Regions from separate parts of the Pan troglodytes genome. Here region 1 is linked to region 2. The links are chromatin contacts, called in public Hi-C maps. All regions are on one chromosome and are shown on one strand. The core of a region is the stretch at or near the end of the contact, and the rest is flanking DNA. Distances in the headings are between cores, read along the strand shown.

The links. Hi-C and Micro-C count contacts between places; a contact is called where the count stands out from the background.
Region 1: a contact with region 2 is called in a Hi-C map of induced pluripotent stem cells, with 1.8 times the contacts expected there. The contact joins the enhancer-like site here to the promoter of BIRC2 in region 2. A contact is called at or near these places in 2 of 7 Hi-C or Micro-C datasets (induced pluripotent stem cells and stem cell-derived neural progenitor cells) and 1 of 1 datasets of contacts at active chromatin or transcription factors (stem cell-derived excitatory neurons).

What each region holds. Positions count from the first base shown.
Region 1 is chr9:104,658,268-104,665,345 of NHGRI_mPanTro3-v2.0_pri, reverse strand. MMP20 (matrix metallopeptidase 20) reads left to right here. Exons shown (of 10, transcript XM_001153208.6): 3 at 3,667-3,815; 4 at 5,702-5,827; 5 at 6,625-6,786. Among named protein-coding and RNA genes, the nearest start is that of MMP20, 13 kb to the left of the region's middle. Within about 2 kb of position 1,910, at least 2 of the 24 cell types and tissues checked have an H3K27ac peak or open chromatin away from gene starts, as enhancers often do. A contact at or near this core is called in induced pluripotent stem cells, where this site is marked.
Region 2 is chr9:104,397,385-104,404,542 of NHGRI_mPanTro3-v2.0_pri, reverse strand. It overlaps BIRC2 (baculoviral IAP repeat containing 2), which reads right to left and starts at 2,246. Exons shown (of 9, transcript XM_001152603.7): 1 at 1,745-2,246; 2 at 1-517.

The DNA of each region.
Region 1 (7,078 bases), core at 661-3,160, 260 kb before region 2:
ATCAGATTTCGCTTTTAGGATGAGCACATCTAGATGATAACTGGAGATGGGGAAAGGCTGGACTCGTGCAATAGTCTAAGCAGTGGTATGGTAGAGCTGCCTCCTAATAGCTCACAGAAGCCAATCCTTAAAATGTCAGGAATTTTGCAGCCACTTGTTAAGCTCCCAAGAATTTTGTTAGCTGGTTGCTAAGAGAGCCATTGTTAAATTATATAAATTAACAATTAAATAAATCATATTAAATTACATTAAATAAATTAAATTTATTATATTAAATAAATTATATTAAATAAGTATATTATTTCATATTTATATTTATTATTAAAATATATTTTTGTAGTAATAAATAAAATACTATTTATTAATAATATATTATTAAAACATATTATTTTATAATAATAAATAAAATACATTATTTATTATTATATGTTATATTATTTAATATGTATAATTATTTAATAAATTACATTAAATTATATTAAATACATTATATTAAATAATTACATTAATATAATAAATTATATTAAATAAATTATATTAAAAATAAAGGTAATAAAAACATATTGCCTCCTATTTCACTACATTTTATTATTTTCTCTGTTCATGAGGCTATGTACATCTGTATAATCTGGGTGGTTCATTCATGCTCATCTCTTCACAATCTGGCATTCAGTGATGGTAAATTGGTAGCTTGAATTAGCCATAGTGAGAATATTTACAACACAGAAATCAGCAAGTCATACAAATCAAGGGGGTTTTTTTTTCTCCTTGTAGAGCCACCTGTTAACCTGTTCCAGCACACCAGTGAGTCCATTTGATCAAAGGAGGGGCCAGAATCCAGGGAACAGTCATGAATCCCCTAGGACACTTGTTACCTGCTATCAGCCAATAAATCCATAAGGTGGCAGGCTGAACAAAAAAATCAAAGCAATTGGGGGAGAAAAACCTCATGGGAGTTGAACACAAAAGTGATTCTGAAATAGTAAGAATAAGACAAGGAAAATGTGTACGCGTCGACAGAGTCTTTTCATAGTTTTCTTAAAGTAAACTGTGTTCTGGAATTTTAGTCCATGACTATGTACAACAAAGACAAGAAGCATGGGTCAAGATAATGTGATGCTTAGGGAAGTATAATATTCTTGTGATAAGCTGGGCAGTCTTAAAACCCCCTCAACACACACATTGCCTATCCACTCTTGCTCCCCAATAACTCTACCATCGCCTCCCCATGAAAAAGGACACTAGAGGCTATCACAGTACTCTGCCTGTGTAGCTACTGACTTTCAGAATAACTTCTTACAACATAACCCAGAGGATTACAAAAGGGAAAAAAATACAGCATAGTGCTTATATGCATAAGCTTTGGAGTCAGACAGAACTGGGCTCAAACCTGACTAATCATAACATGTAGATGATGATGATGATCTTCCTCTTAGGGGTCGAAGTGAGGATTAGATAAATGCCACATTAAAAAGTGCATACAGCAACAGCACATAGTGTGACTTCAAAGAATATTGGCTAGTATTACTATTGCTTTATCAAGCTCCAGACCCTGATTCGGGGATCCCTTTTTCCATGTTCTCTTCTTCTCTGGTGCTATCCCTCTCTCCTTCCTTGTCTTCTCCAGGCCAACACACAAAGTCAGCTCAAAGATATGGCTGACTTACCAAAAATGTGAGGGCATGTCAAAGTACTAAGTCCACCTAGTTGTGATAAATTGCAGACTCATATTATGCAGTGGGCTTGGCATATTTTGAAAGCATTAAATAGTCCCTTTAAGGGTCTATCTGGTATCCCCCTTCAATTCTATAGCTCTCTTCGTTTGGCCCCAAACCTGGGGTTAAAGAGCTCCTTGTTCCTTCCCTCTCAAGTCCTGAATTGAGCTATTTGCTATCCATTCTGTGGGCACAGTCCTTTCATTTGGGACCCTAGGATTACTGCTGTTGGTTTCTCATTGAAATTGCACCATCTGCATTATAATAACCTAAGATACCTTTCAAAACACAGATTTCTGGATCATACCTGTATTTTTAACAAGCTTCCTAGGTAATTATCACAGGTCCTAAACTTCGAGAGCCACCGAGTGGGCCCTAAAACAGCTAGCTTTAATTCTTTAATTCATTCATTTATTTATCAAGCAATTGCTAAGCATCTGCTATGTGCAAGGCACTAAACTAGGAACTAGAGAGAGAGAGAGAAAGTAGGGCCGGTCCCTGCTCATGGGGTTGGCTCTCACAGACACAGCTTCTCACTTTGCATCATATTCCAGCCCAGCCCAAGGTCTCGGGTAGAAGTTGCCCTCCCTGCCTTTCCTTTGTGTGCTGCCAGAAATCCCCATACCCTGGGCTTCAGAGCAGAAAGTTCTAACAATCACCAACTCTGACTCCACCCACAGTCCAAAAAGCACTACATTTTTCTGCCTTCAGGTGTCATTGTCACACCAGTAATTGCTGAAAGGCTCACCCTTTTTTCAGTTCCAGTGAGCCTCCGTTTTTAAAGCTAGCCCTTCCTCTTTAAGAATGTATTATTTTGGGCTGGGGGCAGTAGCTCACGCCTGTAATCCGAGCACTTTGGGAGGCTGAGGAGGGCGGATCACCTGAGGTCAGCAGTTCAAGACCAGCCTGGCCAACATGGTGAAATCCCGTCTCCACCAAAAATATAAAAATTAGCCCGGCGTGGTGGCAGGCGCCTATAATCCCAGCTACTCAGGAGGCTGAGGCAGGAGAATCAATTGAACCTGGGAGGCAGTGGTTGCAGTGAGCAGAGATCATGCCATTGCACTCCAGCCTGGGCGACAAGAGCAAAACTCCATCTCAAAAAAAAAAAAAGAAAGAAAGAAAAGAAAAAGAAAAAAGAAAAGAATGCATTATTCTGAGGGAAAAAAAACCTTCCCCAATAGCCCTGGGGAAATTCTGAGGAGCTTTGAATAAGAATTAGCAAAACTTCAAAACTCCACATTTCTATTTTTTATAATTGAAAACATCCACTCCCTTTGGGGAAAAAGAGGTCCTCTCTCAATGAAAACGACTTTAAGAAAAATTGACTACTTACTACCTGTAACATTTCACAAGTTTTATTTATCTTATTTATTTATTTAATTATTTTTGAGTGAAGTCTCACTGTGTCACCCAGGCTGGAGTGCAGTCACCCGATCTTGGCTCACTGCAACCTCCACTTCCCAGGTTCAAATGATTCTTCTGCCTCAGCCTCCCAAGTAACTGGGACTACAGGTTTGCACCACCACGCCCAGCTAATTTTTGTATTTTTAGTAGAGATGGGGTTTCACCATCTTGGCTAGGCTGATCTCGAACTCTTGACCTCAAATGATCCTCCCACCTCAGCCTTCCAAAGTGCTGGGATTATAGGCGTGAGCCACTGTGCCCAGCCACAAATTTTATTCTTTTAATTCGGTGGTAGTATAATAACAATGAAAGCTAAATGGTTTCAGTACTGGATTATCCCAACTGTCTCTCATCTCTCCCTTTCATTTGTCTTGTTGTTTCATATGCAGAAATTTAACATATAATAAAGCAAAATAAGAATTATTATTTCAGAGAAAAATCTAAGTTGTAGATTTACATTTAACATTTTTTTAATACAACATATAATTCTTGCTTTCTTCAGAGCAGTTACTGAAAAGAAAACATGTTCCTTCCGTTTTCACAGAATATCTAAATACACACCTTCCATGAGTTCTGTCGAGGTGGACAAAGCAGTGGAGATGGCCTTGCAGGCCTGGAGTAGCGCCGTCCCTCTGAGCTTTGTCAGAATAAACTCAGGAGAAGCGGATATTATGATATCTTTTGAAAATGGAGGTATTGTGGTACTTGGATTCCATCTACTAATTCAAAGGAGAGTTGTCCCAATACTGTTCCTTCTACATCTTTAATTCGAGTGATCACACACTCCTCCTTCACACAGTGCTGTGATGGGCCAAGGCCAAGACCATGGCAAAGCCATGACCTTCATCTGGCCGGAAAATAGAACCAAAGGAGTTCTTAGCATATCTTGTCATCATCAGACACAGCTGTAGAGTAGTTTCACTGTAACAAACTTTCATTATGACTTTGCCCCACTAGGGGACAAATTCTTGCAGATTTTGCTTTCCCATTAGCCACATGACCTCATCCATTCCCATGATAGTGTTTATCACTTATATAACCACTTCCATATTAGCCAAGGATATCCTACCATGAATCCTCACTGAAGCAAATACCTTCCACAGTGACCTTGAAGCAGCTTTCCCCCTGCAGCAATGGTTAGGAAAGTGTCGTTTCTGTCTTGCCCACACTTGCAGACCACCTTCTGGGAGATATGCAAGAGGTCTGCCTCCAACTTTCCCACTTCTTCTCCATTCCATTGCTCACCCTGGTAAGGAGTAGAGGCGTAAGTTTGTGCAGGGAGTGGTGAGAGCTCTGAGCCCTTTTCAGGGAAGCAAGTCTAGGAAATAGATAAAGGGAGGGCCAAATGGCTCATAAAATTTCTTTTCCTTCTCAGCTTCCTAATAGTCAGGGTGAAAGCTACTACCTATTCCCCTCCTCAGATAACATTTCTAGTGTCCTTGTCATTTCAAGCCCAGATCTTAATTTTAATCTGATGTCACTGGGGGGAAAACATGCTTAGGAGCTAGGAAAAAGAAGATCAAGCAAGTCCTGAGAATAAAGCCTTTAGAAATGGCCCTGGGCGTGACCTGGCCCAGGTTATGTCCTATTCCTCCCAGAAGACAAAGGCCACCCCTGGTGAAGTGGCAGGGAAAGCAGTGTGACTCGGGGTAGCTTTGAAGGCCAAGGAATGAATGTCTGGCTCTCTCTTGATCTTTCAAGCTTACAGTCTGTCCCCTAATACACAAGCCAACCAGGGACTGTGCTGCCATTGCATGAAGTCCTCGGTGTGTGCACCTGAGTAGACTGCATTTCACTGAAACCTGAGAAATGGCATACCAGAACTTTGTTCTGTCGGCTTTTAAAAAAAACAAAACTAAAACTGGGTATCCTTACTAAGATTTTTTTATGGTAAACTATATCCCTCATTTTGTTCTTCCTCCTCCTCTTCTATTAAATTTGTAATGAATTGTTAGTTAAAATAGATAATTAAACAAAAACTTAAAAAGCTTTAAAAGTTAGGATTTTATAAACACCTTTATGACTTTCATATGTTTTCCACATGAAAGTATGTCAAAATTACAGAGAGATTTTTGACACTTCCTTAAACTGTACTGTGCTATAGAAACAGAAAGCACACACTTGTTCAAGTCACTATCACTGTCTCAGCTGAATCAAATTTGAAAGGTCATTCGGCTAACAGGTTCACATTCCAATCAGTGGAGTAGGTTTTGCTATCGAATGCCGCCCCCCCGCCGCCCCACCCCGCCCCGGTCGTTCTCCTTTTGTAATCTGTGGCACATGTAAAGTCCACAGTATCCTATGTGTCAGTTAACAGACGTCATGATAGCAACAATAACCTAAAACAGGTGTTTTTTTTATTGCTAATGCTTACTATCTTTGCAGTATGAATTAGCCTTTTTTATTTTTCAGTGGGCAGTTACTAATTGACAAATGAACTTCCCATTATAACAAATAAATACTGAAAAGTGAATTTAAGTGTCAATGCTACTCAAAATGTCCCTTTTCTGTAATATGATGTGCCCCTCAGAATTGCTAGAAGGACTCAATCCTGTTGGCCTTTCTCCCCACTTGTTTAGATCACGGGGATTCCTATCCATTCGATGGGCCTCGGGGGACTCTAGCCCATGCATTTGCTCCTGGAGAAGGCCTGGGAGGAGATACACATTTCGACAATGCTGAGAAGTGGACTATGGGAACGAATGGTATATATGCACAATTCACCATAACCTGGAAAATATTGTACCTTCTTCTGGGCTCCATCATGAAACCTTGAGGTTCAACGTCCCAAGCCACCCTTTAACTAGGGGGGCTGGCTAGGAAAAACAAGTAAGCCAAAAATCCAAAAGGGATCACATAAGGGAAAAAAATCCACCCCAAATTGTGTTGTAGACTTGTCTGATCTGTTTCATAGCATATCATCTGAAGAACCCTTCTCAACGCACTGCTCTCGTTTCCTTCAACAACCTAGTATTTATGATTTCTTACTTGTTCTTGGAAATGGGCTACATTCAGAAATGACCCAAGAGAATCAGTACTGTCCTGAGAAGTGTGTTGGGGATGGGAATAAAGTTTCCAGAATATCATACAGGTCATCTGGAAATCTTCAGTGTGAAACGTGTGGATCAAAAGGTGTAGGCTGTAATAGCAGGGAACTATTAAGGCATTAGTGGTCTAAATTTATGAATTATTGCCAAATAGCATTGCCACTGTTTGCTCCAAGGCTCTCCTTTATCAGTCTACCAAACATCACTGATGATGAATAAAATGGATTGATGTGCATTTCCGTCCTCCCCCACCCCCAACCCCCTTCTAGCCAAGGGGGGAAGAATTAAAGTCACCAAAGCTAAGTGCCAGAATAAGCTACCAACCTTTGAATAATCCAGTTAGGAAAAGGAGATGGGTTAACTGTAATGTGGGCATAAATTATACTATAAAGATGCAAGATGGAGAAAACAAAAACCTGTGTTGATACTGTTTTTTTCTCTCTCATATTGTCTAGGTTTTAATTTGTTTACCGTTGCTGCTCATGAATTTGGCCATGCCCTGGGCCTGGCCCATTCCACAGACCCATCAGCACTGATGTACCCAACTTATAAGTACAAGAATCCCTATGGATTCCACCTCCCCAAAGATGATGTGAAAGGGATCCAGGCATTATATGGTAAGATTATTACCTTCTTTGATGACTAACCCTGAAATTGGCAGGCATTCAGTCTCCGAATTGAAGAAAGTGCATTTTATCTGCATTGGTAAAGATCAATCTAGAAACCATAGCCCCAAATATGCCTTCTTGTGAAGAGCTGATTTGCTAGTTATAAATATGTGTGTGATGTGTGATTAAATTTTGCATCTTTCCTTTACAGCATATTAGTCCTGGATAGCCTTAGAAAATATAGTCATTTGTCTGTTTGTTTGTGTTTTTCCTTTGAGTGCAGGTTAGAATTTACACATTG
Region 2 (7,158 bases), core at 997-3,496:
TTTGTTAAATATCATTTGTATTTGTTTCCATTTCCTGCAGCATCATGTTGACTTTCTTCCTAACTTTGTATACCACTATTATTCTTGATCAACTGAAGGTATTTTCTCCATAAACTTAGTTAGCCATAAAATTTCCACAGCACACTTTTTACACTGCATTTAAAAACTAAATAACCTGTTCATCATTTAAGGACTATTCAGCTATAATTATCAGTCATGTTGTAAACATTAATCAATTTATCACAAGATAAAACTTGTCCTTTCTAGTGTTATCAGAAACGCCTAACAAAATATTGTACTACCAAAAAAGTACTGCTTAGCATAAAGTATCAGTAATCAACTCTACTAGCCTTCTTTCTGAAAACTCTTCAATGTTTTAAAAATATAATTCATACACAAAATTACACTCCATAGAATTCAAACTATATCCCTTTATAAAGTTTCGAGATCTCCATAATGGGATTTATTACTGCAGGGGGACAAAATAGGGATAGGGAGATTCTTCAGGGTTGTAAATCTGAAAAGAAAAAACAAAAAGTATTTTAGAAAACTGTATTTGCATGCCAAATAGAACTTACATACTCCTCAATTTATTCAGTAAAGTCTAAGACTAATTCACACTTTAGATAATACATCTTAATTCCAGCAATTTGTCACAACTTTCTAAATGAAAAAGCTATTAATTAAAATAAGTAAATGCAACATACTCCCCATAGCACTAACTATACGTGTCTTTAAAACGCATAACTTTAGAGACAGATGGAAATTTTCACACAGGAAACATTTTGTCCTTGCTCTCCTCCCCTTTTCTGGCCTAAAGGTAACTCTGGCACTCTGCTGGAGGCAAAGGCACATTGGTTAAAAAGACAGAGACATACACTCCACTACACCCTGTCAGCAGCAGTACAGCAGGAATTAAGACAGCAACGTTAGTTTGTAATATCAAGTCTCTCCACGACTAGGAAAACTGCAGTAAAATGCACCACGAGTTCATTAATATAAACTCTTAAACTCTGCCATTCCCTTACAATTTCAAAGCAACGACCACAGAAAGCAACTCGAAAACAAAACCTAACACAGTGGCCTGTGAAACAGTGGCTCCGGCACTACGACCACTGGCATGATTGCTTTAATTACACCCAGTCTTATATCCTATCTTTAAATGAAAGATTTTTATCTACGTGCACCGCACTGCTGCTTTCTCTTTACGCAAATTGCAGCTGGGCAGGGGATAGGATGGAAGGGAAAAGAATAGAAACTATGGGATTTACCCAATAATTTCCCAGAGTTGCTTCTCACAATACACAACAGACGACTACTGGAATGACAGAGCGCAGTGGCAACTATGAAATATGAAATATCGCCGCCACCGAAATATCTTCGTTTCAATGTATTACATTAAAAGAACGCCGAGGGCTAAGTTTAAAACCTTGCAAAAACTGCGAGAGAACATCTTGGTCAAAGTCCAAGGGCCAGAAGAGTGGGCGGCGGCCAGAGGAGGCTTGAAAACAAGTCATTTTAAAAATCGCTTTGACTGCAAGTCTCGAAGTTGGGGCTTCCGAATCCAATAAAACCTTGGCGAGAGTAGAAAGCAGAGAGCCCCCGGCGACCCTCGACCCTTGGCCGAAGGGCCTCAGGCCCCGTCCTTCCTCGTTCGGCCGCCACATCAGGGAAGTGGGCCCCCGCGGGCCCTCGCGTCCCCACCCGACCCGCGCCGCCCGAGCCCGGAAGGAGCAGCACTCACCGCAGTGCGGGCGCAGCAAACACGGAAGCTGCGCGGCTGCCTAGAGGCCTCCTCAGAGCCGGGAATCAGCGGAGCCGACAAGGAGATACGGCCCGCTCGGCTCGGATCAGCCCGGGCGCTCCCGAAGCCCGCCGCCCCATCCGGGCTCACTCCGACGCACGATGACGTCAGCGCGCCCGGCCGAGGACCAGCGTTAGCCGCCGCGCGAGGGCGCCCGGGAGGCTGGGGCCGGAAAGCGGAACCGAGAGCGCTTTCCGCCGTGGGGCGATGAACCTCCGGGAAAGACGCTGGGAGGCCCAGGGACGCCCGGCGCAACTGGACGCTCATCGGGAGTCACGGGGTCGGCCCTCAGGGGAACGGGGACTATCCGTATCAACTCGGTGTTTGTTCGTTTTCTTCACCTTGCGGTTTGTGCCCCCTCCACATTTCCTCTCTGTGCCTACCATTCTCCTGGGGGACGTGGCAAACCGTGAGCCGCTGCGTTTGACTTTTGGGAAACCCTGCGGAAACGCCCTGGCGCCGGTGGTTTTGCGCGTCCTACCCTGTGTCACCTCAGGGTTATGATCTGGCCCCTGGCAAGGCTCCCCAAGTGTGATGCCTCCCTGCGTCGAGATGACTGCATTTTGAGGATGGAGTCAGTCTGGTGGCATTTTTTGCTTAAGTAAACAATTGTAACCGTTTGTGTAGCATCAGCGTTCAACTGCTGCCTGTGCAAATCGAAAAAAGCGAAACGTTGGAAACTAGGAAGCATCAGATGAATAATTCTGAATACTTGATGTCAACGGGAGTATCTTGTTTTTAAACTTTTGGTTTTCTGTTCTGGAGACAAACAGTTCATATGCACTAAAGAAAAAAGTGTCATTATTTCAGATGCTCATTGCCAGCAAAGAGAACTGTATTGCAAGTCAGGCTTCACTCCCAGTATTTTCTGAATGTTTCAATAAAATGAAATATATACGTCTGCCTGTGTATTGGTGTACATGCACATATAATTCTACATAAACCACAGAGGAGCCCAATTTTTTTTAATGCTTAGGTAATAGAAAATTTGTAAATAAAAACCCTTGGCTTTTGCTAGTCATGGACCTTTTGTATCCCCCCGCCATACTCCCCCAATAGTGCCATAGACACAGTATCGTGCAGTAAATGTTTGTGGTATGACAGCCAACGAACGACTTTTGAAGTTGACGCTCTTTGCCCATTGAATCCGATGCTTGCTTCTCTCTGGGGAACTCCAAGGGGCAAATATTTTAAAAACTTCCAAATAGCAAGCCACTTAATTAGGGAGCCGGGGGAATTCCAAGACCCTGAACCATTTCCCATTTCCTGTCTGTGTCATTTCTGCCTGCCAGTCAGTCACAGAACAGGAGGTCTACTGTTCCAATGTTAATAGTCAAAGAAAGTGAGTGTAACAGTTTGTAATACAGAGAAAAGAAATGCCATGGCTCCCAATGACTAAAAACTTCCAAAAATGCACCTGGGGCTTGGTAGTAGTTTAGTATTTAGTTCAAGTCACTATTTCTCGGAAGGTTACAGAACATTCCCAACACATGTGGGAAAATATATATAGCAAGAATTGTTCATTCTGAACTCAAGATTATTTCTCTTTTTCAGTTCTTGTCCTGACCAAAACAGTAAGATAATGAATATACTTAAGTATAGGGGAAAGCTTGCATTTCAAAAACTCAAAAGCCTTAGATATTTTTAACAAAAAATATTTGTAATATTTACATATAATAAATAGTACCTCATAACTTTTAATCTTGTATAACTTTGTAGTCTAGTGTTACAGCTAGTTAATTCAGTTACCTGTTTATTCAGTTAATTTTTTTTCATTTTGCTAGTATAAAGTTGCTGTTAATATTAAAAAAATAAGCTATGTATGTCTGCTGCAGTTGCCATTCTAACGTTTTTCACATTTATGTAGAAAAAAATATTTACAGTATTTAAAACAATTTTGAAGAAGAAAAGTAAGATTGGAAGGTCTTGTCCTACCAGGTAATGAGTTACAATAAAGCCATAGTAATTGAGACAGTCTTGTATTATTAAACGCCCTAAGATGGACAATTAAAGGAAGGAGATACAGAGCCCCAAGAAGAGACCCATATCTATGTATTTGGGAATTTGATATACTGGCATTATGTATTAATGAGAAAATGATTAATTAATAAGTAATGCTGAATGAATGGTTATTCTAATGGAAAATAAAATTAGATCACTACCATATACTATTTAAAAATCTCTGCCGGATTTTTTTTAAAAACCCTCAAAAGTAAACAGCCATCATTATGAATCCAGGGATTTAAAGAAGTTTGGTGAGTTGTAATCCATTGTAGCTATTACCATTATTAGTGCTCAAGTTGTTTATTTTAGGCCGGTGAGAGTTTACTCAGGTTGGCTCCTGAGTCTTTTTGATACTTTCCTAGTAGTCTTTGCTTTCCAGGCTCATTTTGTGTATTTCTTACTCCATACCCATAATAAGCCATTACTCCTAAGTGCCCTGGATCCTTTAGTGGGAAATGATATTTAAAGAGCATAATCTGAATGTTTGTCTCCTTTAAGCTGGCGCTGCAAGGAACAACAAACAAACAAACAAAAAATGTTTGTCGTGTTGTTAATGAGTTTGATTGTTTCTATACCTGTTCAATGGACAGAGCTGGTTAGCATGGGTTTGTTTTGGTTTGGTTTTTGTCTTTTAAATCAAATGTATTATGAACTCATTGATACTTCCAATTCAAATTCAGGAAGTCAAGGTTTTATTTAACCTCTTTGATTACACATCTGTAACTCCCTTTATTTTGAAAATCCTTGGTCTCCCCTCTACTTTTTCCTTCTTGCCCTATAAGTAATGACTTAAACACTTTTTATGATTCATTTTTTCATTTTAAAAATTTAATTATGCATGTTTATACCTACCCTTTTCTTAGATAAACAGTAGTAGCACACTTTTCTCCACCTTTTTTCACTTTATAATAAATTCTAGAGATTGTATAATACTAACATATAGAGCTATTCCTCATTTCTATATAGTACTCCATTGTGTAGATGTGCCATAATATATTCAACTTGAACAATGTAATTCAGAAAGCAGCCAAAAACTTTTAGGGCTGTGTCAAAGACTAAGGAGCCAGCCTGAATAAGCTCCCCAGCCATAGATAAAATTAGTACCATAATATATTCAGCTACTTCCCTATGGATGGACATCTGGGTGGTTTCCAGCCTTTTGCTATTACAAATAGTGCTGTAATGAATAATCATGGGAACACATCTTATTTTAGGATATATTCCCAGAAGTTAGTTCAAATGGTAAATCCATACATAAATTTGCCTAATATGGCCACATACCCATCCATGAGTATGTTGGCATTTTGCAATCCAATCAGCAATGTATGTGAGTGCCTGTTTTTCCCACAGCTTTATCAGTGGAGTAAGTTGTCAGACATTTGGATTGTTGCCAACCTGTTAAATAATATATAGTATTTCAGTTCAGTTACCATTTTTTATTGCTATATTATGAATGGGATTGAAAAACTTTTCCTATGCATCAATTGTATATGTAATGTTTTATTTATTTTTTTAAGTTAGGTGAGTATAAAAGAATGTTAGGATTGGTTGTGAGGTATTGTTAAAGAAAAAAAAATTCTGACGTTTGTTAAAATGGTAAGGAAGACTTTATTCAGGACTGTGCAATCAAAACATTGTAATAGGGAAGCAAGATTGGGCTCAACTGGGAATACAGCAAGGACAGCTGGGGTATTTATAACCAACAGGTAGAGTAAGGAGGGTCAGTGGATAGAAAAGTACTAAAAGGAGACATCAAGGGTGGTAGGATTCTTGCTGAAGGCAGGCTAAGGGCTTATACTTCAGAAGTGGAGAATGAGGAACTTGATCAGATACCCAGAGTGGCGGGATCCTCACTAAACTGACAGGATTCTTATTAAGACTGAGGTAGGCCAACAATTACAGGTGGGGTAGGGCCCAAAGTCAAGGCCTAGTCAAGAAGAGGGCTCAGAAGAGGCTCAGAAGTTTGGTCAAAGAGATAGTCTTTGTCAGTATGTACACAAATGACATGCATATGTTCCTGAATTTTTGAATTTTTTAAAAAATTCAAATAGGACATTAAGAACTTACAAATTTGGGTCACATCAGAACTTCCCTTTCCAACTTTTAGTCACTTGCAGGCATCCCAAGCATTACGTTTTCATCTGTTTAAAAAAAAAAAAAAAGTCACTTCATATTTCTGTGGTAAGACTTTGGATTTTAATTTTCATAAAACCCTTCATTAGGGTTTTGGAACTAGAGAGGATCCAATAGCTCCCTTGATTTAATCAGTTTATTTTGTATATAAGCACTCAGCCAAGGTAATTGCTAAAAAGATTTTTATAGATAATATTGAGACTCTTAAAATCCAAGACAGCTTTAAAATGTTGGCATCTGTATCAAAAGTCAGGTTTTAAAAATTTACAGAAATATTATTTAAAGGCTTAATTAGTAAACCTTAATAATTTAATGTAAATTAGAATTTCAGCAACTCCAGTTTCAAAAATCAATGAATTAAAAGTTAGGAAAATAAAGGTGTTAAAGACAGCCTGAGTATATTGGGCACATATTGTTTGCTTCTTCACGTCAGGCTGGGACCATTAGCTCAAAACTTACCTTATCTAAGCTCAAAATTTTATCCATGTAATTGCTTAAATGTAGCTCAGATGGGCCGGGTGCAGTGGCTTACGCATGTAATCACGGCACTTTGGGAGGCCAAGGCAGGCGGATCGCCTGAGGTCAGTAGTTTGAGACCAGCCTGGCCAACATGGTGAAACCCCATCTCTACTAAAAATTACAAAAATTTTCCGGGCATGGTGGTGCATGCCTGTAGTCCCAGCTACTTGGGAGGCTGAGGCAGGAGAATCTCTTCAACCCAGGAGGTGGAGGTTGCAGTGAGACATTGCACTCCAGCCTGGGATACAGAGAAACACTCCATCTCAAAAAAAAAAAAAAAAAAGTATATATACACACACACACACATATAGCTCAGATGGCCATGTTTTTAGCCATTTAGAGTCTGCCTGCTAGCCAAAGATAAAACCGTACCTGGCATCTGTTAACCAAAGATAAAACAAAGCATAGAGCTATAAGAGACCCCAAACCTCTGCTGCCCTTCCAAGTTCTCTAACTCAGAGACTCCCCATCTTATCTTGTAGCTGTACAACATCCTAGACAGATAAATCCCATTTCTGCTTCTCCCCTACCCCAGGAGTAGTTCCCTTGCCTTCTTCCCCTTCTGCATGGTGGCCATACACTTCTGCCTCTGGAAGGTGTCCAGCTGTGAGGGATGTCCTCCTTACATGCAGTCTGTCAAGCACCACCCAAATAAAGCTTGTTGCATGCTACTGCCACCTTGTGGTCACATCTCTTCT